Linked DNA regions of Zea mays: regions 2, 3 and 4 are each linked to region 1. Evidence: chromatin contacts called from public Hi-C data. All regions are on one chromosome and are shown on one strand. The core of a region is the stretch at or near the end of the contact, and the rest is flanking DNA. Distances in the headings are between cores, read along the strand shown.

Evidence for each region. A called contact is a pair of places that touch in the nucleus more often than the background predicts.
Region 2: a Hi-C map of tassel shows a contact between it and region 1, with 5 times the contacts expected there. The contact joins the enhancer-like site here to the promoter of LOC100285707 in region 1. A contact is called at or near these places in 7 of 25 Hi-C or Micro-C datasets (ear, leaf, leaf mesophyll and 1 more).
Region 3: a contact with region 1 is called in a Hi-C map of leaf, with 4 times the contacts expected there. The contact joins the promoter of LOC100282839 here to the promoter of LOC100285707 in region 1. A contact is called at or near these places in 7 of 25 Hi-C or Micro-C datasets (bundle sheath, endosperm, leaf and 1 more).
Region 4: a Hi-C map of ear shows a contact between it and region 1, with 1.6 times the contacts expected there. The contact joins the promoter of LOC103641299 here to the promoter of LOC100285707 in region 1. A contact is called at or near these places in 4 of 25 Hi-C or Micro-C datasets (ear and leaf).

What each region holds. Positions count from the first base shown.
Region 1 is chr10:82,419,328-82,426,087 of Zm-B73-REFERENCE-NAM-5.0, forward strand. LOC100285707 reads left to right here and starts at 3,716. Exons shown (of 2, transcript NM_001158598.1): 1 at 3,716-4,286; 2 at 5,445-6,024. The coding sequence starts at 3,826. The coding sequence ends at 5,907.
Region 2 is chr10:82,186,206-82,192,965 of Zm-B73-REFERENCE-NAM-5.0, forward strand. It overlaps the pseudogene LOC100217095. Among protein-coding and RNA genes, the nearest start is that of LOC103641297, 19 kb to the left of the region's middle. Within about 2 kb of position 3,141, at least 3 of the 20 cell types and tissues checked have an H3K27ac peak or open chromatin away from gene starts, as enhancers often do. A contact at or near this core is called in tassel, where this site is marked.
Region 3 is chr10:82,625,918-82,632,677 of Zm-B73-REFERENCE-NAM-5.0, forward strand. It overlaps LOC100282839 (Tyrosyl-tRNA synthetase), which reads left to right and starts at 3,962. Exons shown (of 9, transcript NM_001155745.2): 1 at 3,962-4,334; 2 at 4,555-4,838; 3 at 4,987-5,083. The coding sequence starts at 4,098.
Region 4 is chr10:82,265,548-82,272,307 of Zm-B73-REFERENCE-NAM-5.0, forward strand. LOC103641299 reads left to right here and starts at 3,612. Exons shown (of 2, transcript XM_008664654.3): 1 at 3,612-3,744; 2 at 3,870-4,185. The coding sequence starts at 3,648. The coding sequence ends at 4,096.

The DNA of each region.
Region 1 (6,760 bases), core at 2,466-4,965:
TAAAGCAAATTGAGAAAAAGTGCATTTGGTGTATATTGCAAATCCTATCACATCAAAGGAACAAAGTATGATTCTAGCACTTAGTAAATTGTTTTAGTTGTTAACTACGTTCTTCTAAGTGCTAGAAAACTCTCTAAGTCGATACAATTGGAGCAAAGAAGTTTGGCTAAACTTAGCCAAACATGCGCCAGCCTCGGCGCACCAGACTGTCCGGTGCCTAGGCCATCAGCTGGCCGAACAGGCCACTCTCGGGAAATTGGCCAAGCGCGCTGGCTATAATTCACCAGACTGTCTGTTGAGACAGTCGGCCAACGGCTCTCGCAATGCCAATGGTTGGCACGTAATGAACGGTGGACACGTGGCAGCACCGGACTGTCCGGTGCGCCACCGAAATGTCTCGTGCGCCACCGAACTATCCGATGTGCCTAGCAGCCGAAGGATGCAACGACACTTAAATTATAATTAGGACGTGCTTTCTTTGTTATTAATGTAAAATATTGTCAATTATGCATATTGTCATATGTAAGTAATTATTATGTGTACATCAAAATAAACATATTTCTACAATGAATAGTCTCTTGACAAGTTAATTATTATTTTTATCATCAACTATTATAGGAAAACGTCGTAAAGTACGAGTTTAAGGCCCTGTTTGTTTGGGTTTTTTAGCTTCTGGCCACCAAAAGCTGCTACGAACTGGAAAACGTCCCAGCTTTTCAGCCCGCTTCTATAAGAATCATTTTTGGTAAAAATCATCTAAAATCAATATGAACACATAATCGATCGAGTCGTCACGATAGTAGTAATCCATAGCTTTCTAGATCCTAAACCCTTGGATCAATTCTTCTTCCTCCGCATATAATCCCCACGATATTCAGATTCTTGTCACAACCAGATTCTCAGAAAAAAAAACTCAGAAAAAAAACTGAACCAAACAGACCCTATGGTCCCCGTGGGGAATGAGGATAGAAATATTTCCCGTCTACGTCCCTGTTTACCCTGTCGGGGAATATTTTTTCCCGTTTACATCTCCGTGGAGGAAAAACTTCCTCATCTTCATTTTAGAGCTAGTTTAAGAACACTAATTTTTCAAGAGATTTATATTTTCCTAAGAGAAAATGAACTAATTTTCTTTGAGAAAATAAAAATCTCTTAGGAAAATAGGATTCCCAAACTAGCCCTTCTAAGGACTAGTTTGAGAACTCTATTTTTTCAAAGGATTTTTATTTTTCCAAAATAAAATGAACTAATTTTATTTAAAAAAATAAAAATCTCTTTAAAAATAGGATTCCTAAAATAGCCCTAGTAGAATAATTCACCACCGCGGATGAGAGAACGATGCCCTATTGCCATCTCTACCGCATTCCGAGCTGTCACTTTCATATATACATCCTTTCTGCTAACTTTTCGCCTCCATCTCCAAAAGTTTTCAACAAAACGCGGACAAAATTCAAAGACGCAACCGTATTTCTCAACCCTGCAGCTCCCTGAAGTCGTACGTTGACATGTAAACATAAAATATGATAAATAGTGTATAATACGACTTCCTTGGCTCCTTGCACAATATGGAGTGAGATTGATTTGAGAGCCTAGAGCGTACCGTGGCTAGCAGATGCTTAACGGGAGCTTGATGACTAAGAAAAAAAATACGACTAAAGGTAAAAATGAGAACACCAACAAAATCGAGCACTGTCTGTCCTGGACGTGATAAACATGGACGGATTAATCAAGCGTGTGAAACGAATCTCGTGTGGCTGTGAGGCCGGCCGGCCCACGCGTTGGGTTTGGTATCCGTCGCGTAGTGTTGTGATGATGATGATAAGGCCACCGGGATCTCTTGGAATTCGTTAGGACTCTTTTTTTTTGTCTAGCTAGCTCCAAAATAAAAAAATAGCGTTAATACTCAAATAAAGACGACCGACAACAATTAGAGGTTTTGGAATCTGTGTCACATCGGATATCTGAATGTCAATTGTGATAAAGACTAATTATATACTTTCTATGTTCTTTTTTATTTGTCATGGTTTAGTTTAAAAATGAACTAGCGAGTGACAAATATTCGAGAACAGATGTATTAGCATATTTACAAACTAACTAATTATAATTAAACGATGCGACGAATTAATCAAACCTAATTAATCTATAATTGGCAAACATGAGCAAATCATAACCTAATTAGACCTTGTTCGTTTGTGTCGGATTGCACCTGGAATCGTTCCACTTAATCAAAGTTTATATAAATTAGAGAATCAATCCAGATAGGAATCATTCTGACCACCAATCCGACAGAAACAAACAAGGCCAGACATAATATATAGACGTGTCTTACCATTTAGTTTTTATCTCTAATTGGTTTTTATAATTAAACTGTATTTAATATTTGTAACCAGTAATCAAATATCCGATGTTAACGTAACTAAAATCTACTTCTCTCGAACCCAAACGGGCTGCTAAGGTGAAGACATCTCTATGTGCACAGTTTTGATTATTAGCCACGCCCACGGGGAACGAATCGAATCCCCGCTTGCTTGCTTGTGGGATCTTCTTCCTTCAGTTGCGATATTCCAAGGCGAGCTTCTAGATGAAAAGGACGTAGGGCGAGGGCGATATACATTTTTTTTGGGCCAATTACCTGTATGCCATCGGAAAATATACTCGTTACTTGTGTGCCACTGACCCCACATGTCATACACACAGAAAAATATACCTATATGCCACTCAGTGGCACACAAGGAATGACTATAAAATCTGATGGCATACCAGGAATTTTTCCATTTTTTTTCCCTAAACACGGCGCAGACGAAAGCGCTTGGACAGCAACGTTGTCGGCGGCATTAGAAGCAGAGAGATGGCAACAGGGATCCCATTCACGATTTCTCCACGGCGAATTTTTTTTGTTAGAAAATGAGGGTGAAGAAGTTTGTTTTCTACGAGATGTAAATTAGGAAAAATATTTCCTTGGCAGGTAAACGGGGGATGGATTAAGAATCCATTCCTTATAGGGCTCATTAAACTTACATTTGACGATCATTTCATATACTAATTAAAGATAAAAAATAATTATCTTATCAAGAGATCACTCATTATATAAATATGTTTTTTTATGTATACATAATATTTTTTTACATCTAACAATGTGCATAAGTATATAACAATGTGCATAAGTGGCAATATTTTATATTAATAACATACGAATTATATTCTAATTATAATTTAAACGGGGGACGGAGATCTCCGACGAAGATTTATTCCCATGGGGAATGAGAATAAGGAAGAAATGTCCTCCATAAATGTTCGTGAAGATCCTCGTAGGGAAAAAAATTTCATTGTGGAGACATAGCTCACGAGTACAGGATTGGAAAGCTAAAGGCATGTTTGGTTCGTGTCTAAATGTGTCATATTTTATCTAAGTTTAGTCGTCTGAATTTAATAACTAAGCTTAGTAAAAAAAAGTTAAAAAAAAAATATGACAAGTTAGACACTGAACTAAACATATCCTAACATCTGGGATGAAAAATTTCTGGTTGCCATCTCTACTTATAAGCCACTCCGCTCAGGCACATGTGCAGCATGCACGCATGGCAAACCGACGGGCCGGCCGGGTCTATTCTGCCGCGCGGTGCTGGTGCGGCGAAGATTGAAAGGAGTCCCGCCCCCACGTACGGGTGCTGTCAAATACTCTCCATATATATATAAGGCTGTCGTCAGGTTTGGTAGCTAGCTTGGCGTTTGCCAGCACGCATAGCGATTGCGACTATTGGCGATTGTGTAGGTGTAGTGTGCCTGTCGAGGAACGAGAGCCTCAAGACCCGAGCGTCTTCAGATATGGAGGAGGCGGCGGTTGCACGGACGACCAGCGAGACCCAGGTGGGCGACCTGCCGGAGGTGTGCCTGGCGCAGGCCATCGCGCGGACCTCCCCGCGCGACGCCTGCCGCTGCGCCGCCGTGTCCCCGGCCTTCCGCGCCGCCGCCGACTCCGACCAGGTCTGGCGCGCCTTCCTCCCCGAGCAGCTCGAGGCGGCTGAGGACCACTTGGACAGCCGCCGCGTGTCTCCGCCGTCGCAGGCGGCTCACCCAGCGGCGACCGTGCGCGGCCTCAGCAAGAAGGACGCCTACCTCAGCCTCTGCGACGCTGCCGGCGCCGTGGCCGTCGACGGCAGCGGGTGCAGGGTGTGGCTGGAGAGGGCCAGCGGCGCCACGTGCTACGCGCTGTCGGCTCGCAGGCTCAGCCTGCCCTGGGACGACGGCGAGTTCTCCTGGAGGTTCACGCACCACCCACGCTCCAGGTTCGCTAGCTAGCTGCTGCTCCCAACTACCCGCTCCATCGTCCTCGCGCGCCGTCATGCTCTCTATCTCTCTTCTCCGAAAATATCCATTCCTGCAACCCAATTAAAATTTGGCTGCTTCAATCAGTTCTTTCTGTATTACATTTCTCGTCATTCCATTTGCGTGTAGCGTCATATATACTCCCCGGCCGTGGCAGCGACGTAATAGCTTAGTTAGTACGCGTAGGAGCTAGCTAGCAGACATCAAGCTAGCTAGTCCCCATGGCAGCCATAAGCAAGGTCAAGGCCATTCTCATCTGATGCATTCATCGTAGTCGTCCCGGCGACGGCGAGCACGCACGCACGCAGCTGCATCCACTAGTGACTTTGAGCGACACAAGCTAGCTAGCTCCCCGGCCGCCGGTCATTGTCCGTCGTCGTCCTCTACCTTTCTACTACCTCAACCATGCGCGCGGAGCGGAGAAGAAAAGCGGCATCCACCAGTGGACACGAGACACTGACACGGGTGGACGAGAGGCCGGCACGGCAGCACCCACACGTTTCCAATGGAACCGGTCGTCGTCACATCTTCCAGAACGGTTGAAGCTAGCTAGTGGTATAGAAAAGAGTAGATTAATTATTATATTCTTCCTCCGCGATGTGCCCAACAGCGACCGGCGCCGGCGCCGCTGTTGATGTGCACGTTTCCTGACGACCTGTGTGGCCCGGCGCCGTACGCCGCCGTCGGTAGCCCCATACCCGTACGTGTGCATGCGTGCTGCTCCGTCCATTTGTCGTCAGGCTGGCTGGCTTCCTCAAGTGGTACGGCGGCTTCGGTGCAGATCGGATCGGAGTACTTGAGCATTCGGCAGTACTCGTTCGTCGTTCGTTCTTCCAGTGTGACGTGTGTCGTCAGCGCCGTCGACGACGACCATCGACAACGATGGCCGGCCGCCCGCGCGCTGGCGTGGATCACATGTACACCCCCCCAGGCACCGCACCAGCCAATAAACAACATCGAATCCCTTAACTAACTATTTTTGTATTTGGGTTAATTATGATACGATACGGTATGATATATGATATGATATCCCTGTTTTCCGTGGACGATTAAAATACTGAAGCACGCGGCGGCAGTGGCGGTGGTGGATTATTGATGATCTTTTCGCACGCACGCAGGTTCGCGGAGGTGGCGGAGCTGGTGGACTGCACGTGCCTGGACATCTACGGGAGCCTGCCGCTGGCCGCGCTGACGCCGGCGACGGTCTACGCGGCGTTCCTGGTGTACGGCACCGCGCCGGAGGGGGCCTACCGCGGCCTGAGCTACCCGGACCAGGAGACGGCCGTGGCCGTGGGCGGGCGGGTCGTCGCGCGCCACGCCGTGTGCCTCCGCCCCGACGACGCCGAGGCGCGCAAGTTCAGGGGCCGCGGCGCCGGGGAGGAGGCGAGGAGGCCGAGCCTGCGGGCTGACGGGTGGGAGGAGATGGAGATGGGACGCCTGCGCACGCCGCCCGTGGAAAGCGGCGGCGGCGGCGGCGACGTCTGCGTGGTGCAGGCGAGCTTCGAGGTGCTCGGCTGGTACCCCAAGCGCGGCCTCGTCGTCGAGGGCATCGAGTTCAGGGCCCTCCACGATGCTTCATGACTGGTTGAGAGTTGAGACCGCATGAATATACGTTGTAAATGAGATGTAAACTCGATTGGTAAATTGTAACAATCATTTACAGTGTTCTTGATAGGTAAATTCATCGGAGACATGATCTTTTTCCCTCGTGTGTTTTCTAGAGAGAGAAAAAAAACCCACGTGTCGATAATTTCGGTTTTGCAGTACGTGGGCAGTCTGTCCGTGCACGTCGTCGATCGTGCGGCGGCCTTCAAGCAATTGAGCGCTATCCTTACCGTGTGGACCATTTCAAACGATGCATGGCGTTGAAATTACGTGGCTGTTTATATGGCTAGCTAGCTAGATCGGGAGGTTTGACTGTACCATGTGACGTGCGTGCTGGCACGATCGGACGGTCGGTCGGTCTGGTGCCCGTCGAGCTCGGTCGGGATTCTCTGAATCCGGCCATGCTCTTGGATGTCCCCACATTAAGAGCATCTCTAAGAGACTAGCTAAATAAACCGCTAAGCCAAATTTTAGCTACTCAATAGCAAAATAAATCTCCAACAGACTAGCTATATGACTCGTAAGCTATCTAACTCTTTAAATTGGCTCTCTCACTAGTTAAATTTGGCTAGCCACATGACTAGGCAAACTAATAGATAGTCTGCTGGACTGAGATGCTATATATAAAGTGTAATCTTTATAAAAACGTAAATAAATAGTCAAATAGAGAGTAAAAAATGAAGAGTCTTTTGGAGATGCTCTAAGGGCTGTTTGGTTCTAAGGTGTCAAAATTTGTAAAACATTTTATACCATACTTGTCTATAAATGTACAAAAAGCATGAAAACCCCCTAAAGTCCGGCCCGTAGCCTGTTTTTGGCTCGGTAAGAG
Region 2 (6,760 bases), core at 1,891-4,390, 230 kb before region 1:
GGTGATAAACTTGGTGTCGATAAACGGGTTAATTCTGTTGGCAAAATTAGGATGACACAGGTGACATGAAAATGCCAAGTCGGTGCATCGATACTAATTGCGACTTAGGTCTGTTTGGACCTCTGGTAAACCACGTAGTAGGTTTGGAGACCTGGAACTACAAATCAATAGTATTGGGACTTAGGTGACACCCTGAACAAGTTTAGGAACAACTGGTGCATGTTACTCTTTTATATTTATTTTAAATTCATATAGCTGGAAAACCTACTATCAAACCTTGACTAAGTTACATAGTTGCCTGAAAGCAAAATTTCACTTTATTATCTTTAAATCATTTGATGCTTATCACTTTGGCGTGATTTCAATAACTAGGAAGGCATGCACATTTTCAACCTTTAAAAGCCAGAATACACACGTCTACTTGCTGGAAAATTTTTATGCTTTCTACCAATCTTACAACGACAATTTGAAAGTTGATATTTGTGATACTTATTTGGTCCAGGAACTAGATTTTTTGTACATTCTTTCGGATCTGGATTGAACAACGCTCTCTTTGTATATGAACAATGCTCTGTAAATATACGTTTGATAATTTTATATGATATTTAATAAATAGTAGCTACTGTGACTGTTTCATTTTGTTTTTCTTAGGTTGTTAGTTCTCGTGAATGTCCTGTTGTCTCGAAATACAAAGCTTCTGTTCGCACCTAATCGCCTAAAATGGAAATGTTTGACTCATTGTTTAATTCGGGGGGAAGCTGAAGGTGGTCTGATCCGGTAAGAGATCTTAATCTGCATTACACTTGTTGGATTTTGATGTCGCTTTTGGGAGTGTCTGATTGAATTCTACACCAGTTCTAGGAAGAGAAAGGCTGACCAAGTCATCATCTCCAGGTTTGTTATTGTTTGGATGCAAATCGTTGTTAGTTAACTTTTTTGTGTTGAAGTAACTGTTTGGTTGAGAAAATTGGTTGCCTATCTTCTATTTTCTCTGTTTTGTTATAGCACCAAGCTGATTTGTGTCTAATTTATAGGGACGATGTTAGCGAAAGTCAATTTAATCAGGTGTTGATCATTGGGTTGCAACAAATCATCGGTGGAGACTGAGTCACCGCGGCCAGAAAACCACGGTCTCAATTTGAGGAGTTTTTCCATCTATGTTTGTTAGAAGGCATAATGCCTATTTATCTCTTGTATTCGAACATTTGGCAATTAAGAAATAGAAGATTACTTCCCCAATATCCCTTATTCCTAATCTCACCTTTCACGGCTTGTGGTGAACAATCACTTGCTATTACCGACTGACATGTCCACTCCTCATATGTGCGATATTGGGGTTGATATATATGTTGTTCGTTTCCATGTAATTATTGTATACTAACATTTATCGAATAATTTTTACACCGTCGCAACGCACGGGCACACACCTAGTAGTAGTTGATGATGCCTTTGCAGGTTTGCATAATAACAAACATCACATTCTATAGTGGTACAATATGTTAAGTGGTAAAAAAACATTTATTGTAGGACAAATCTACAGGCTGGTACCGAGCAAAATCGGAAAAAACTTGATATGCATTTTCTTTCTAATAAAACAATGATATAACTGCAAGGAAGCTCTACTGTTTAAAAAAACAAATTTAACATATCCAGTTTCTCTGCTCCATTGACTAATGGCAATCCCTGCGCAATCTGACCATCCATAGTTGCTATTAAATCTTTTTATCTCATTGCCCTGATGGAGTTCAGAGCAACCTCTACATGGAGTAGTTTCCCACTATGCAGCTATAGAGCAAATTTGCGTCTGGATGAAAATTCATACACCCACATGAAAAAGGATCTTCCGTGCATGCGTGCATCTTTAGCTTCTAAATCATTCCAAACTAATTATATTGCCTGTAGCAATATTACTGCTCCTAGCGGCTCATTCAATCAGCTAATAACCACAATTGACCTATTAAATATTTGTAGCTATTTATTATAACCCTTCGATGCTGCAATCTTAAACAAAGCTGTTCTCAATGAATATGTGATGCCTTGTTTTATATAGTCTCTAACTATCGGTAACTTTTTAGGTATATGTTTCTGCTATATTTGAAGGACATCTTTAGGACTGCAATGATGCTTCAATATAACCAAAGATTCAGATAAAACATGTGAGGTTATACGGTTTCTTTATTACTTTTTTTTTAAAAAAAAAGTTTGCCACCTACATCAGTGTTTTTATTGCAACGAGTTGAATACTAGGTGTTGTTTGGTTCAAACTTTGTCAAGGGAACGGTAATGTGATCTCTTACTGGCGGTAATGGTTACTAGTTATAATTGGATTGGATAGTAGTACCTAGTAATACTAGAAAGAGCTCAACCAAACAAAAATATTGGTATCCATTACCCCATGTAAACCATTTACGTTACATTTCGATGAACCAAACACCACCCTAATGTTTTCCCTTACCTCTTTATCACATAAACATTTTATTACTCTTCCGGTCATCTATTTACTCTAAAGAAAACAAAAACAGGACAACGCTGGTATGTATTTCAATCTTCTAAAATTATGTTTCTTTCTCCATCAAGGCTTTTTTAGGCTATATTCATTTTCTTTCTTCCTTTTAAAGTCATACACATATCTTAAGTAAATTGAGGCATGCCGCTCCATGTATCATCAGCTCTGAACTACTTTTTTACTTCTATAGTCCTGCTTAAATAATTCCATGTTTGCTATTATTTTGTAGGCTGGTCTCCCCGAGAACAAGGAATTGCTAGAATCCCTTAAGGTCTTGTTCGTTTGTACCGGATTGGTGGGTCGGAACGATTCCTAACCGGATTGCTTCTCTAATTTATATAAACTTTGATTAGATGGAACGATTCTGGGTGCAATCCGATAGAAACGAACAAGGCCTAACTCGGAACAAAAAGACAGTGGATGTTACGTTTATGAAGAATGCTCCTTTTATTTTCTTGCAAGGAAACAAGTTTAACCGCTTAAAAAGGCTGGAAGAGAATGTTCCCTGCTTCGTCGGCTTCTCGGTCGGGACGCGTAACTGACGCCTCCCAGACCTCCCCTTCCTCCTCCCCGCGTTCCTAGTGCGACGATGCGCTCTCGCCTTCCTCCCCATTGCTACCTTGTCCCTCCTCCGATGTGCCGCGCCCAACGCGGCGTTCCTGGTCCTGCTCCTCCTTGACCGTGTGCTGGAACTGGAAGTGGTGAGCAGCGGCGTTCCTGGTCCTCCTCCTTGACCGTGTGCTACTTACGAGGTCGTGTTCTTCTCGTCATATGATCTATATTGTTTTTGCGTACTATGGCTCATATTTGCATTCTTGGTCTGAACTGTCTACCTTGGTTACATATACATCCAATACATGGGTTTCTTTATCCATAATTTTTTTCGTTCTTCCTTAGTATTGTACATAGTGTTTTCTAATGACTGCTACACCATGTGAGAGGGTTGCATGTTGCCGTGAAAGGGTAAAGAAGAGGAGGCTAGCAATGGATGGTTAATGCCTCTATTGTTTACAAAGAGAGAGAAAAGGAGATGTACACAAATCAAAGATAACAATTTGCTCTGTTTTGCCTTTGCTCAGCCCACGGTGAGGCTTCTCATATGAAAATGAGGACATCAACTCTGACAACGTGGCCATGGGTGAGCGGAATCGTTGTGGCTACATTTTGAAGTGATATATTCATCTAAAACATTCAGTCCCATTTGTTATTAGATGCCTATATTTTTCATAGCATATAAGAGATTTTTTTCTTTATCATGGGCATGCATCATATATGCCTGTTGCAATTCAGGAATATACTCCTTTTGGCAGTGTTAAAGGGACTACCACACTAAGATCACGTTTAAGCTTACATTCTTGCTATCCAAATCTGGTCTTTGACGCTTGACAACAGTAAGACATTCTATGTAGAATTCAATCTGCTAGCTCTTTTTAGGATCATTAGTTTTATCTTTCATATAGTGCCTCTTGCTGCTACTTACTACCATGAAGAAGTTCCCTTAGTTTTTTAGCTGTCAGGAATTCTAAAATCTTACAGGAAGTTCACTGCCATTAAAAGGCCCAGAAACACAAATACACACCCTTGCCAAAAACATCACTGGGATTTCTTTGGTCTATACAAAATATTTTATTCTGTCCAAATTCAACAGTTGTGATATGCAAGTCCTAATCTCATGCAAAATGTTTGCAGGATAAACGATGCTCCATAGATCATGAAGCAGATGCCCCCGCCACCTAAGGATTTGGAGATTACTATAGTGCAAGTAGAGTGTAGTGATCAATGGGTCCTGATAATGTTCAAAGGCTACAAGCATTAGCCGGGACATAGTCCAAGCCTGATACAGGAAAAGTGTCACTTAACATTATGTCCAACTTTGTTTTGTTTGTGATACGAGTTGTATAACTATTTAAGCAATTATGTAGCTATTTTTATTTCAGTTTCACTAGCATTGTCTAGAACACGGTGTTCGGTATACATGTTTTATACTAATTTTTAACTTCCGTGGCAACGCAGAGGCACATACCTAGTAAAAACTTATTTACAGAGGCAGCTCTGGAGCCTAGCCGCCTCTCCAAATAAATTTGTATAGACGGTCGTTTTTCTTAACTTGCTCTACACATCTAATTAATAGTTGTAGATGGGCACCTGCCTCTATAAATCACCGATGTTGGGGGCCTTCGTCTTCCAAAGGTCCTCAAAAACATGATTTAACAAAGTTTCCCAAGTATAATGTATGTACAGGTACCTTCAGACTCGGAATGAAACTGTACACAATATCAAAAGCTTGGTCGAGGCGAAGGTTGATGCTGCTCCGAAGCTACGCGCAAAGGAGCTTCGGCTCAGTGGCAGGAAAAGGAACCGACTTAAAGGGGAAAAGGCTATCCAGTCCTTGTTGGATTGTCCTTAAGTCAATAGTAAACATAAAAGACATGAATGTAATTTTACACAAGTTGCGCCCTGTGCCTATAAATAGATGAACAGTACCCCCGTACTGTTCACGCTGACTTGTATTCGCTTGTGCGTCACGCTTGGACTTTTACCTTCTGTCAAGCCGAAGGTACAAATGTAATTCAATATTGTTTCTGTTTATCCATGATAATAAAAAGAAGATATATTAATGATGTCATATGATTATTCATGTTGTCTTACATATTTCATATACTTCTTCTTTCATTAATATACACTGCGATGATGAAGGTATATCCTTCATGACCTTCGTCTGAAGATCATTATATCCTAAGGGAAATAATGCTTTGAAGGATGAAGGGCATTAACCTTTAACATTATGTGTTGCCTTGTTCTTAACTCATAGCATTTGAGAACAAGTCCCCAACATTGACGCCCACCTCCGATAAACTCATTCGACCACCTTCAGCAAGCTGTGACCTTCGTCATGCCACCGAAGAAAGCTTTAAGGCTAGGGGCTGCACTGCAGCCACTAGACGTCAACCAGGACACGTTGTGCGAAGCCCGAACTCAAAAGAGGAAGGCTACAAGTCAAACCCTCCAAAAGGAGGAGCTGGACCAGGAGATAAGGGATCTCAAAGCTATCCATCAGCAGGTCGAAAGAGAGAGAGAGAAGATGCTTCGTCTTTCCGATCTTCAGAAGAAGATCGATGAAGCTACTGAAGAAATACGTAATCTTACTCAAGATGATCAGGACCGAAGACCTCCACAGAGAGAGCTTCGTCAAGATAATTCCTACAATGATGATGATTGGTATGATGATTTCCATCATGGAAATTTTGCTTTTGATGATGCTTCTCCTCTATCATCAGAACTACAGGCTACCCCATGTCCCTCATCATACAAGCCCCCTCAGCTCCCCATGTATGAGGGGCACTCAGATCCAAAGCAGTTTCTGATGAGCTATGAAGCAACTATATCTTCGTATAGGGGCAATACTGCAGTCATGGCGAAGTCCTTCGTCATGGCAGTTCGGAGTGTGGCATAGATATGGTACTCCTCTCTCCGGCTAGGGACGATCACGTCATGGCACAAGCTTAAGGACATGCTGGTCACTAGTTTTCAACGGTTTTAGACGAAGCCAGTCACTGCTCAGGCCTTGTTCTAGTGCACTCAAGACCATGAGGAGTACCTTCAGGCATATGTTCGAAGGTTCTTGCGCCTGAGAGCACAAGCGCCTACGGTGCCCAATTAAATCGTCATTGAGGCCATGATCAAAGGTCTTCGGCTAGGGCCTACAGCTCAATACTTCGCTAGGAAACCCCCTCAGACTCTGGAGAAGCTACTTCAGAAAATGGATGAGTACATCCGGGTCGACAATGATTTCCGCCAAAGAAGGGAGGAAGCTTACAGATTTTCTGAGATGACTAGGGGCTTCGGAGGAAGAATCCACCCTAGGCATGTCAGATCAATCCACAGCTCCAGTCAGAACGATGACAAAGGAGGCCAGTCTCAGAGGCCACAGCACAGCTCGCAGTCTTCAGGACAACAGCAAAGCTTCTTCAGGCCACCAGCTCCAAGGGGCCGAGGCGGCAGGGGCTTCGGAGGAAGATATGGGGATCAACCCAGGAAAATCTATTGCTTATTCTATGGTGAGAACAAGGGCCACACTACAAGAACGTGCCAGATCACCATTCAGAAGCAAAAAGAGATTGCTGAAGCAGAAGCCCAGCAAAATCAGCCGAAGCAGGTCCTACATATTGCTTCATGCCACTCTCCCTACATACCAGAGTATGTGGGCAATCAACCTACAGCTTCTGTTGCTTTGGCAAGCCATTCACAAGCTTC
Region 3 (6,760 bases), core at 2,712-5,211, 210 kb after region 1:
CCCAAGCCAAGCCAGTGCCCTGGTCCGCGTCCGCGACTATAAAACGCCCAGGAGCCTTGGCCGTACCCCTCCGCACGCGCTCAAGCCTCACCGGAGCTCAGTTCGCCGCCGTTTGCCCATACGCGACGTGCCCGCGGCCACCCGAGCCCCTGCCACCGTAGACCGGCCAGCCCAGCCATTCCCAACCCCGTCCAGCCCTCGGAGAAGACTGTGCACGTCTCCGTGAAGCTCCCCGAGCGAGGAATCGGGCTCTGCTTCACCAGAGAGGCCGGCCCAAGGTCACCGGACTTCAACCGACCGCCGGCAACCGTGGACCGAGGTACACCGTGCACCTCTCTTCGATTCCTTGCACGGTTAGACTCCTTAGACCTCCACGAAGCTCCCTATGCCCTTGGATTGAACTATGCCGCCGTGGATAGGCCGGAGCACACGCCGCCGACGAGCTCGCCCGCCTGCTCACGTGGACCGGGCGATTCCGGCCATCCCCGACGACGAGCCGTACCTCGACGTGATCGCCAGACCCTCCCCGAGCCAACCCTACCCTTCGCCGGACCTCCCTCGCCGCCGGTAAGCCGCGCCACCCTTTTCTTTCCCGCGGCTACTGTTTCAGTTGAGGGAGGGACTGCGGGTGAGAGGGAGAGAAACCCAGGGGGTTAAGTGAAAGGTCAGAGACTCAAGTGAATAGTGCCTTAAGGGTAGATCTGCGAGGTTTAAATTGTTTTAAACCCAGGGACCCCGGCGCAAACTGTTTTTCCAGGAAAACTTAATTAAACCCTAATTTAAATTCAAACAGAAACTTTAAAAACCCATAACTTCTGTTTGGTTTATCCAATTTTGGTCAAACCAATTTTGCCAGACTCTAAATCATGTAACCTATTTAGGAAAAATATAAAACCCCTTGGTGCTGTGGAAAACTTAAAAGTTCTGATTTAATGTTAACTTTGGCCAAAAGCTAAATAATAGTAAGAAAAATAGTTAGGCTATTTGACTAAGGTTAGGAAAATTTGGAGAAGTTTATATTCACCTACTAACCTGTTTAAAAATGTTAAACCCCTCTGTCCATTACATTAAGTTAGTTTTAACCCCTTATTCCAAATATGCTTAAGTTTAAGAAAAATAGGAAAAGTGACACAAATATTGAACCAGAGGGCACCCCTACTTTTGTTAAGATACTTAGTTAATGTAGTTCACTAGAAAAATATATCATACCCTGTTTTAGTGTAAAATAATTAAGATCTCTTTTATTTTAATAAAACAAGTGAAACTTAGAAAAATTCTACAAAAATAACCCCAAGGTAAAAACACCCCCACCCTTGGGATAACTATTGTTTTATTAGAAAGAACTTAGGAAAAATATGAAATCTGCTGTTTGACATTTTTCAAATAGTAATGTAGTAGAAAGAGCCTTTTTGACATGAAACTTAAGAAAAGCATAACTAAATAACCACCCCTTAGTTTTCTGTGATTTTTAGCCCAGAGGCCTATTATTACCATAGGATGCCAACAAAAATAACCTTTAGGACAGAGCCTACCCCTAACTAAGAGGTGTAGTGTAAAATGGCCCATCTTGCCCAACTGTGGTTATTTTTTTGTTTAAAGCCTAGCTTTTGTACTTAAGTCTCAAATTCTTAAAACAAGCTAAAACAACAAGTGACAACCCACTGTAATTTTTACAGAATTTTTAGAAATTATTAAAACCATGATGTAGTTCAAACCTACCTTAGAAACCCTAAATGGAAAATTAAATAAAGGAAAATGAATAATGTGAAATAATGATTTCCCAAAACCTTGTACTCTGTCCACTAGAGTGTATCAAGACAATACAAATTCTACTGTGTTATCCTAAAGCCAAACCTAAGCTTAAAGGGTAATGAGTCAAAGTCTATGTATACCACTAGAAGCCCCACAGAACCAGGAAACCCTAAGTTAATTCTTAACTTAGTTTCTTTAACTTAATGTTCTTAAATCTTGCATAATCATGACATACATGTTCATTGCATTTCGATAGACTGTAATCTTGCTGACGGAGAGTACATCCTCGTGCCGGAGCAAGGAGCTGCCCAGGAGATTGCCCCAGACCCAGCACCAGAGCCTGCACCAGAGGACCTGCCTGCCACTGCTTTGGAAGGCAAGCCCCGGTTTTATGCATAACCTGTTATTTATGCTATTTTACTTCACTTAATGATTGTAGGTTTGATTGTGCACTTAGGTGTAGGAGTTGTGTGAAACCCTAGTTGCATGATCTCAGGAATCCCTTTTGAGGTGAATACTAGTATGACAGGTCGAGTAGTTGCTTCATTTAATTAGGATCTCGGTAGAAGACGAGTGATTTTTCTAGCACTCGCGCGAGATCAGGAAATTGATTGTACCCACTTTTCACACTGTCATGATACTAGTTGGTGGACAACAATCCATGGGGATTGGTTGTTTACGAGATGGAAAATGGAATAAGGATTAACGTGCGGATACCTGTGTCAAGCGTTTGAACGTACTAAACACATACCGAGAAATATGGTAAATCGGTAAGCCTAGTACCTGAGTGAACCTGCCCGCAGATTGCCCTCCTCACGCGACCTGAGACGAGGTCTCCCATTCCGGTTATGGTGGGTACAAGTGCGGTCACTGCACGACGGCCAGTCGGGGTCAGTGAGGCATTGTACGCCAAGGCGGTGAGCCCCTTTCTGTTGCCAGGGAATCGATGGGGACGGTTGATGTGTGTGGGGACGGAGTGCCCCTACATGTCGTGTGTTTAGGTTTACCTTGCAAGGATAAAAACTCGATTCGAATCGTCTGCTTCTCGCAGCTAATGAGACTGCTTGATCCATTGTACTGCATTGAGTAATAAGTGGAAGTATGATGAGTTGAGATAAGATGTTGATTGTTAATAATGCTTGCTACCATGTATGAGTAGATAGTCCACTTTTAGCCTTAAGAGAGTCACACTTAACTTTGATTAAGTTAAAATCTTGATTTAGAAACTCAGCTAGTGCTTTTGGCAATCAAACCCCACAGCCAAACAGCTGCATGTCTAGAGGTAGAGGAGTAGACTCCTCACACCGGGTAAGTCTAGCTGAGTATTAGTATACTCAGCCTTGCTTGTGGCATAATTTTTTACAGGATCTCTGGAGGACATGGTTGCTGGAGTGACTTGGCCGTCCACCTTACCAACGGGTTGGGACTGTTGAGTGGGACCCTGCCTCGGCTGAGGAGGAGCATGAGGAGTGATGGGACAGGCTTCCCCATCTCTCTGTTTAATTATCGTTAGTTTTATTCCGCTGCACTTCGAACAATGATGGGTACTTTTGCAAAAAAAAACTCCGATGATGTTGATGGTGATGTAATAATTTAACATTGTGGCATGTATGGTTTTATGCTTTATTGTATTTGCTCTGTGACTCACCATCGAGTGGGCTTGTGGTACTTGATCCTGTCAGTGGCCGTGTCGGACTAGATCCGAGGGATTGACGGGTTATTCCCATTTAAGTGTGGTCTAGCCTCTAAGGCAGGGCTTAGGCACTTAAGTCGGAATAATTCGGGCAGTTCCGCCACAGGCGCGACCATCACGCCGGGAAGGGGGCGACGCGCGTATGGTCCAGCGTAGTCATCGAAGGCTGGTTGTCAATGGAAGGAGACACTGAGGTTGGAAGGGCGCAGGAATGTGGGCGGGGAACGCAGGGTGCGTGATAGAGGCGAGACAGAGCGGGGGCACGGACGCTGTGGAGGGAGGGGCACGGTGGCGCTGCTTCGGATCGGCGGCGATCTCGGGAGGGATTTGCGCGAGCGCAGAGGGTTGCTGACGCTGACGGGACGGGGGCACGGTGGGAGCAGGCGGGGGCATGGTGGACGCCCTCGTTGTGCTCTTAAGAAGTAGTATAGATTAATAAAAAAAAACGAGGGAAAAAAGACATTGGGCCTCGCTTGTCGGCCCAGTCCCCAGCAAAACCCTGGAGGCCCGCGCGGCACTCCGAAACCGTCATCTCATTTTCCTTTTCACGCCCACTCACTCACCCGCCGCCCCCGCCGCCGCCATCCCCTCCTTGCCGTCTCCGGGCACGGCCTCGTCAATCCTTTGCTCCTCCTCCGCCGCAGCCGCTGCCATGGACTCCACGCCGGCGCCCGAGGCGGCTCCCGGAGCCTCCTCTTCCGCCACCGCCGCTGCCGAGGATCTGGCGGGGGGCGTGGCGGCGATGACCCTGGATGAGCGGTTCGCTCTGCTGCGGGGGATCGGGGAGGAGTGCATCCAGGAGGACGAGCTCAGGCGCCTGCTCGAGAACAAGCCCGTGCCCATCTGCTACGACGGCTTCGAGCCCTCCGGACGCATGCACATCGCCCAGGTTCGGTCTTCTGTCTTCAGCTCCCTTAGGGCCCGTTCGGTTCACACGGAATGGAAGACTGGAATAGTTCCGACCCAGATTGCTTCTCTAATTTGTATAAGTTTTGATCAACAAGAATAATTCTTGGTACATTTCTATAGAAACGAACGGGCTCTTAGTTTTTTTTTGGTTAAGTTTGCACGGTTCGGGCAAATTCAGACTTGGCTGTGAGTTTTCCCAGGGCATTGTGAAGACCATCAACGTCAACAAGATGGTCAGGGCCGGGTGCAAGGTGAAAATCTGGATTGCCGACTGGTTCGCGCAGCTCAACAACAAGATGGGAGGCGACCTCAAGAAAATCCAGACAGTCGGGCGCTACATGATCGAGATTTGGAAGGCGGCCGGGATGAACCTCGACGGGGTGGAGTTCCTGTGGTCCTCCGAGGAGATCAACCGGCGCGCCCACGAGTACTGGCCAATCGTGATGGACATTGCCCGGAAAAACAACGTCAAACGGATAACGAGGTGCACGCTTGGTTCAATTGCTTTTTTTCCGTTAACAACAAGTCTTTGCTTCGAGACCTTGAACATGGACATGGTTGGTTATCTCCTCTTTAATTTTTATGTGCTTGTTGTGAAGTGCAAGTGATTCTATTTTTTCCTTTGCTTGTAGATGCTGCCAAATTATGGGCAGAAGTGACCAGGACGACTTGACTGCTGCCCAGATTTTCTACCCTTGCATGCAATGTGCTGATATATTTTTCTTGAAGGCAAGTATTTATCGCACTATTGCATTTCATGGTACCCGGAAATAAGTTTTATTGATTGATGATTGATTTTTCTTTGCATTCTGAAACTGAGCTAAGGAGACATATTCCCGGGACAATCATTGTCCCGACAAACGAGAACACAGAACGTGGAACATTATTTTTAGAACTATGGAACGAAGGGCTATACCTCCTCGTATTGTCCCATTTCTGCTTATCATTCATTCAACTGCTCCCAAGCGGCATCCTTCCTAGATGTTGATTGGTTTGTATGTGCAGTTGATGCAGCAGAGGACATTGTGCAGCTACAGAAAAAAATAATGTCCTAAGTAGCTAGTCCTATGTGTAAATCTTATAAAGGGATGCAAGTAAAATTGATGTGTTTGATTAAGGGGTTTACATTTGACTGCAACCCAACACAAAGGGGGGGGGGGGGAATCAGAGATACCAAGTTGGATGCCCGCTGCGTGCTGCCTGGAGCTCTGCCTGAACTGGAGAGTGGAGATTAAACCAAGCTGGACTGCTGGAGTGAAGAGCACCGACTGAGCTTACTTCCTGCCGAGCGGAAGCCCTCGTCGGCGCGAGGGCACCACGTGCGCATCTACAACAGCTAGCAGCAGATGGTGTATGCCTGCACCTTTGCGTGTGGACTGCAGAACAAAAGATGATGGCTGGCGGGACGACGGAGGAGTCTGCTGCCTGTGCGCTTATGTGGCAGGATGCACGCTGCAGTGCACTTCTGCGGCAGCTAACGCCGGCCGCTGGCAACCAGAGCGTCGGAGTGCTTGGTTTTGGCCAGATGCATTCTGGCTCCCATGCAACGGGAGATGTGTGAGGCAATACATACCGAGAGGACCAGATAGAATGGGCTGGCCTGGGAGCTAGGGTTGAAAAAATCAATATGGCCCTGTTTGGCACAGCTGCTGCTTGTTGAAAAAACAGCTTATTTGATAAGCTGGTGAAAAGCAGCTTCTGCTTGTTGGATGCTTTTAGTTCATTCTGAGAAGAAGCTGAACTGATATGCTGCTGGAGAAGCTGTCTGTTTGGCAGAACTTCGGCTTAAATTTGTGAAGAAGCTGAAAATAAGCTATGCCAAACAGGGTCTATGTCAAGCCGACATAGCAGGCTGCTACATGCAAAATCAGCTAGCTATTGTGGTCTGCCACGCGCAATGGCAGCCACTAAGTTCCAGTCTGCTAAGTTCTGGATGCTATCTCATAGTGGTAGCGGCAATGGGCTGCTACCACTATTGCAGCTGCTATAGCACTCGCTATGAATGCTATTTCATTGCCTGCTCTGGAGGTCTTTGTTGGACACGTTTAAACTATCTCAATCAATACTGGACAAGCTTTCCTTCAATTGATGCTACCCTAGCTTGTCACTGTATCATCGTTATGGACTGGGCCTCTTCTCATATTGCCATAAATCCAATGCAACATGCATGTTTCCACAACACTTATCTATCGAACATGATGTCTTTTGTAGGCCAACATTGTGCACCATACAACATAGCATGTCTATAGTGCCCTCTTGTTAGAACGCCAAATGTTTGGCGCCACTTCCTTCACCCTGCTTTGATCCTATGGCTTAACATCATTAATATCCACATCTCTTTGTAGCATTGATGCTAAATTAGAAAGGTATCATTCATAGGCACTACTTGACCTTACAAACTAACAT
Region 4 (6,760 bases), core at 2,362-4,861, 150 kb before region 1:
TCCTTACAAAAGATCCCTACCACTACCACTACACCTACATTACATAATACTACTATTTAAGACGGTGGCGCCTTGCCACCGGCGTTGCGACCATCGCCACCCCCCCCCCCCCCCGCCGCCACTATTGCTGCCCTTGTCGCTGCTGCCCTCGCCACTATTATTGTTATTGCCCTCGCTATTGCCGTCGTTGCCACCTCCACCCCTATTGATGTCGTCGCCGTCGTCCTTGCCCTTGCCACCGCTGCCGACATCGTCATCCTTGTCACCCTCGCCGCCGCCATCATACCCATTCCCTAGCTCCTCCTCCTTCTCCTTGGAATCATCCGAGTCATCGAGGCTAGGACGCTCGATGCCCTAGTGGTAGGTCCTCTCCACGGCTGATAGCCCCATGGAGTCACCCGTGCAAACGAACAAACGGCGAGGCAGGGGACAGTAGAGGGGTCCTCTCGTACGTAAATTCTGAATCGCCAAAGTCCTTCGACGATGGAGTCGAAGGACGCTTCCTTTTGTCACCCCTTCCCTTCTTGCCCTTGTCGCCTTTGTTTCCCATCATTGGGGTTTTTTGGAGGTGGAGAAAGGGATAGCAGGGAAGGCAAAGTAAGGACGAGTGAAGAAGTTCACAGCACACGGTTCGCAGCATACTGGTGCCTCTTCTAATTCCGTCCATACAACAAATAGTCGCAAGCCTTCAAGAGTCGTTTAAATTTCTAAAAAACATGACGCTTTTGGCATCCTTTAGCATAACACGGCATAGGTGTTTAGTAAATTATCCACTCAGATGCAATATTATGCCCTGTGACCTCAAGCAACTATTCTACGAACAAGACAACGTACACACCCATTGGGCGCACCCATTGGGTGTACATATTGGGTTTTCTGGAAAACGCAATTTGTGAGATATCAACAATATGATAGCGATCCTGCAAGACGACAAACTCAAGTTTGTATGAAATTGGCTGGTCAAACCTGAGCCAATCGGACCTCTATCGGTTGAATTCAGTCGACAACTTTAGCAGACCCTAGCCAAATGTGTCCCAACTGAAGTTTAGTCGGCCAAGCTTTAGTCCGCTAAGCTTCAATCGGCCAAACCCCCCTCAAGCAAAGTTAGTCGGCTAGATGTCGTCGGACTAGAAGCACGGTTTACTCGTAACCAAGGGAATAAAATAAACCTACAAAGAAAAGATCTTAGGGACCTTCAAGTTGATTAATGTTCAAATCAACTCGAAGCTCGGGGGCTACACCCATTGGTGCACCTATAGCACACCCAATGGATTAGAGCATGTAAAAAAGTTGCACTCAACAAGAAGTACAATCAAATAACAAAGTTCATTCTTTGATTCTCGAGCCAGTTACCCTCAAAAATTGGCTTGAGCCTTAGGAGTTTGTGGGAGATAGATATTCCATGGGTCATTGTGACATGGATACGTCCCATGGGCCGCCTGACAGGCCCTTGATAAGTAGTCCAGTAGGACATACTAATGGGCCTCGTCTGGATGGAGCAAAACCAACTGAATAGATGATGCGCTGGACAGGAAGGATCCCAAAAAATACTGCACAAGAATGCTATCCATGTGCGTATATCGTAGAAGGATCACTGGAATTCCAAGGATGCGTCCCACACACGACCAGATGGCGAATTGCTCGAAAGATAACTCGGAGGAAAGCAACCAAACATTAAAAGAGTCGGGACGCCCATATCTAAAGGAATAGACTCAGATTGATAGGAACGCCCACAATCTGTAAAGGGATATCTCTCCAGTCAGTTATATAAGGTTGTAGAGGTACCCCTACAAAAACTCTCTCTCTCTCTCTCTCCATAAGATTGATAGGAGACCTCATCTTCCACCTCTCACAAACCATTTCTAATATGTGAACTCAAGGCAATTCCAAACTTAGCACTACATAGGACTTATGGTGTTACGCATTTACGTGGCCCGAGCATGTATAAACTTCCTGTGTTTTGACGTGCATCAGCACGTACCATCAAGCGATGATCGATGTAGTCATCCTCCCAAAAGCACTGTGTGGGCTAACATGTAGTGCACAGTCGGGACTCAACACCGAGAGGTTGTCCAACCAGTCGTCTGTCGCTAGGCCACCAGCACCATAGTTGGTCGGCTTACTAGCCCTCCTTTGATCCATTCCTGAATCCACCACTTGCTAGCACTAGAGCCCTTTCACACATCATGACCCATTGTAGCCTCACATGGTCACTCGCCACAACTTCTGCATGTGCAAGCTCATGTCACTGCCTGCCACATGGCTCACCCTCACCCATGGTTCGACCAGACTCCTGCTGCTCAGTTCCACTCACCCCCAACTCCATATGTAGAAACGTCGAATCTATCTTCTAGAGTGATATAGATCTAAGCACCCATAGTGTGCCATTCGTTGGCTCCGCCCACCCCATCTTCGTCTTTGGTTGCACCGGGTAAACCCGTCCTCGGCTATATATACTCTCCACCCAGTGTGTGCATGTGATTGTGTGAGGGAGGCGGTGTTGACACCGCATGAGTGGAACAAGCGTGTCTTAGCAATATTTTTCGACCAAGCATGTGCAGTATCTACAAAGAATATCCTTAGTTGGATATGGCTCCATTCTTCTATCTAGAAACAGCGAAAAGGCCTCTAACGTAATGGTTAAGGCGTCCGAGTAGCACCTCCAGATCCCGGGTTCGATCCCCCGTCGGGGGAGAATTCGAATTTGTGTCTTTGTCAAAAAAATTCCTCCTTATGCCCTCCCGGGTTACGTTCTGCGTGCCATCCTCCAGTTGGGTCGTTGCAGAGTGGGTAGTGACGGCCCGCTAGTGATGGGGACAGAGTTCGAGGATTTTCTCGGTCGAGACAGTATTTAGATATCTTCTTAATATAATAATGGGAAAGCTAGGGCGGACCAAGAGGGTGGTCCATATGGTCCATGGCACACTCTAAAAACACAGAAGAGTAGTTAATTCGGTGTTGTAAGTATTATTTATTTATTTATTTAATTTATCGGTCAAAGTTCAATTCTTGATGAACCACTTTTTTGTTTCTTTTTTAAATATTTTTTTTCTGATACACACTAAGCATAATAGATGGGTCCGCCACTGTGGGAGTCTGGTCTTTCTCTCCCTTGCCGATTTTTTTCTATCTAGAAACCACACTACAAAATGAACCACTTTTTGTTTCTTTTTTAAATATTTTTTCTGATACACACTAAGCATAATAGATGGGTCCGCCACTGTGGGAGTCTGGTCTTTCTCTCCCTTGCCGATTTTTTTCTATCTAGAAACCACACTACAAACTACAGAAACTGGAATGGCTCCATTCCACCCTATCACCAACCAAACACACCCTCGCTAAGAGATAACACTTTATTTTTTTTCTCTGTCGATACCATAGCACTTGGTCTTGCAGCAATTTAATGGTTAACATTGGTTATTTTATGTACATTATGTCAGAACTTCATCTATAATGGATAGATGGATAGATAGATAGATATGGATGGATATGTTTCATATTCATATCCATCATTACATCTATATACCTTGGATCAATCCATCTATCTATCCATCCATCTATATAGAGGCAAATAGATAGATATACAGTGTATATCTAACCATAAGTCGCAGTCGTACATCGTTGGCATTAGTATTTTCTAATCACCCATGGAGAAGTTCTTGAAGCACACCCGCATCCACGGACTCTGGCTGCTTTCGATGATTCTTTTCGCATCTTCTGTCATTCATGCACGCATAATAAGCGGTAATCGATGAAATAGGCAAATAGCTAGACCTGGACCCATTTTATTTTTGGTGTAAATAAATATACGTACAGTCTTCATTCTGATTTAAATTTGCATGTTTAACTCGAATGACACCATTTACTAGGCCAAATCAAAGAGGACACCAACAACGCTAGGAGCTTGACGATGACCACCGTGATGAGTGCAGGAGACAACACGACTGGCAGTGTCGACGGGGAAGCTTCTAGCGGGCTGCCCTCCACAAAATATTTTTTTGGATTTTACCTATGCAAAAAGACTGGTAGGGTCTATAGGGGCTTGCCGGAGTGCATGGCGCATTGCCTTCTAGGAGTCTGCACTAAAGCGTACTAGTTGCTGAGAAATGTATTGGGGGATGTTTGATATGTCTGTAACATCAACTATTAAAATTATTAAATACTAGCTATGAATATTAAATATAATTTAATTATAAAACTAATTATGCAGATGGTGACTATACGGTAAGATGAGCTATATTAAGCCTAATTAAAACTTAGTCTGTGCTGGTTAGAAACTCTAAAACTTATCTATAAATAGATGGCGTATTCATATATATCAAGTGAACAGAAATAATAAAATAGCTTATTACGTACTCTTAATACAAGCATAAGCATCTATACCACTATATAATTTACCAGTTTAAACTTTGCAAAACATATCCAACTAAATCACCGCCACACCCATAACCTCCACTAAATTCAGCAAATAAATCGCACTTGTAAGAAAAATGGACCCTGGGCCATTTGGCTCAATAGGTTTTGGTGTTTGATGATTAACACAACCTGTGGACTAATGTGTTTGCTAGTGTTTATATTTATAGTTCACATGATGCTAAGATTACTTGGACTAAGGCAATAAGGAAAGCAACACCTCAAAAGAAGATATTATGAAGATTACAAGAAGATCAACAAGTATCAAGCAAAGTCCAAGAAACGAAGGCAAGTGTTGCCACGGTGGACTGTCCGGCTGAGAAGCACCGGACTGTCCGGCTGAGAAGCACTGTTCGGTGCACCATGGAACAGGAGCCTAACGGCTCGTTACAGGTGGCACTGGTGGGGGAAGCCACCTGTCGGGTACCATAATTAGGGGTACCCCCAACACTCCTAATCACGGCTGGTAAACACCCTCAGTCCAACTGACGGGCGCGATTCAAGTCAAGGCTTCGTCTATCCAAGGGACGCGACCTCACCCGAGCCCAGCCTCGGGCTGGAGCAGTAGTCCCAGACGAGTTCACGCCTCACCCGAGGGCCGCCTCAGGCAGCGGGCACCCTCTCGGCTCTCCCGAAGCCCAGCTCGGGCAGGCTTCGTTGTGAAGCAACCTTGGCCAGACCGCCTCACCAAACGACCGCTTCACAGGCGCATTCAATGCAGGGGACGCCTGACGCCGTATCCTGACACACGCGCCTCAGTCGGCCAGGCCAAAGTGACCGCAGTCACTTCGCCCCTCTTCTTTACTGTCCGATGTGACGGGAAAACAGCGCCGCTCGCCCCGCTCCGACTGCCGTGCCAACCACCCAGGCAAAGACTGACAACAAGTCACGATCAACCACCGAGTTCGGCCTCGGGTGCAACAGGAAGCTCCGCCTCGCCCGACCTCAGGCTCCGGCCTCGGGAGGAAGCTCCGCCTCGCCCGACCTCAGGCTCCGACCTCGGCAGGAGGTCTCCGCCTCGCCCGACCCCTGGACTCGGCCTCGACCTCGGTCTCGGGAGGAAGCTCTGCCTCGCCCGACCCCCAGACTCGGCCTCGACCTCGGTCTCGGGAGGAATCGCGTCCTCGCCCGACCCCAGCCTCGGCCTCAAGAGAAGTCTCCGCCTCGCCCAACCTTGGGCTCGGACCGACCGCGCCAACAGGGGATACATCATTACTCTATCCCTAGCCAGCTCAGGCTACAAGGAACAAGACCGGCGTCCCATCTGGCTTACCCCGGCGACGGGTAATGATGGTGCCTCGCGTGCGCCATGACGCCGGTGGCTCTCAGCCCCTTACGGCAGCAAGGAGACGTCAGTAGGATCCTTGCCGCACTGCCAGCTGTGCTCCTACAGGACTCAGGCACTCCTCCGACGGCCACGCTATCACATGTATAGGGCCCAAGCTCTCCCCCGACAGCCATGTTGGCATGTACACAGGGCTTAGGCACTCCTCTGCCGGACACGTTAGCGCAAGGCTGCACCCCCCATTGTACGACTGGACCCTCTTCTTGCGTCTATAAAAGGGAGGTCCAGGGCCATCCTGGAGGGGGGGTTCGCGCGGAGGGAAGGAGTGGACGAACGGGCTCCCTCTCTCTCTCTCCCTCTCGCGACGTGCTTGTAACCCCTACTACGAGCGCACCCCTGTTGCAGGATAATACAAGGCTTGCCTCACATCTTGTGTTCCATCCTGTGCCAACCCATCTAGGCAGGGACACGCAGCGACAATCTCACTTGTCGGTCCAGGGACCCCCCGGGTCCAAAACGCCGACAGTTGGCGCGCCAGGTAGGGGCCTGTTGCGTGTTAACGAACACCTTCCCGTTGAGTTCCAGATGGGGAGTCTTCAGCAACCTCTTTAGCCCGGGACGGTGCTCCGCTTCGGGAGTCTCGAGTTCATGTCCCTCGACGGCAGCTACGACATGGTACTCCTCCCCCTGCGGCGCGTCGACAACGACGGTCTTCGACTCGCCCGGCGGCGACGAGCTCGGTGACAGCATCTCCCCGCGGTAGAAGAGGAGCACTCCGGTCGTCCCCGCCACCCCCCCCCCCCTCGCCAAATGAGGTGGAGACGGGGCAACCATGGCCACGCAGGAGGCGACACCTTGTCGGCTGTCGCACCGGAGCGAGTCGACGACGCCGGCACTCCCCCGGGGGACATGTCGGGCATTGTCCTCGCACCTGAGATGACGGCGGGTATCACTTCCCCGCAACGTGTCAGCCCCAAGTGGACTGACGACGCCAGCACCCTCGCACAGGATCTGCTGGGCGTTACCCTCATACCTGAGATAACGGTGTGCTCCGCCCCCGAC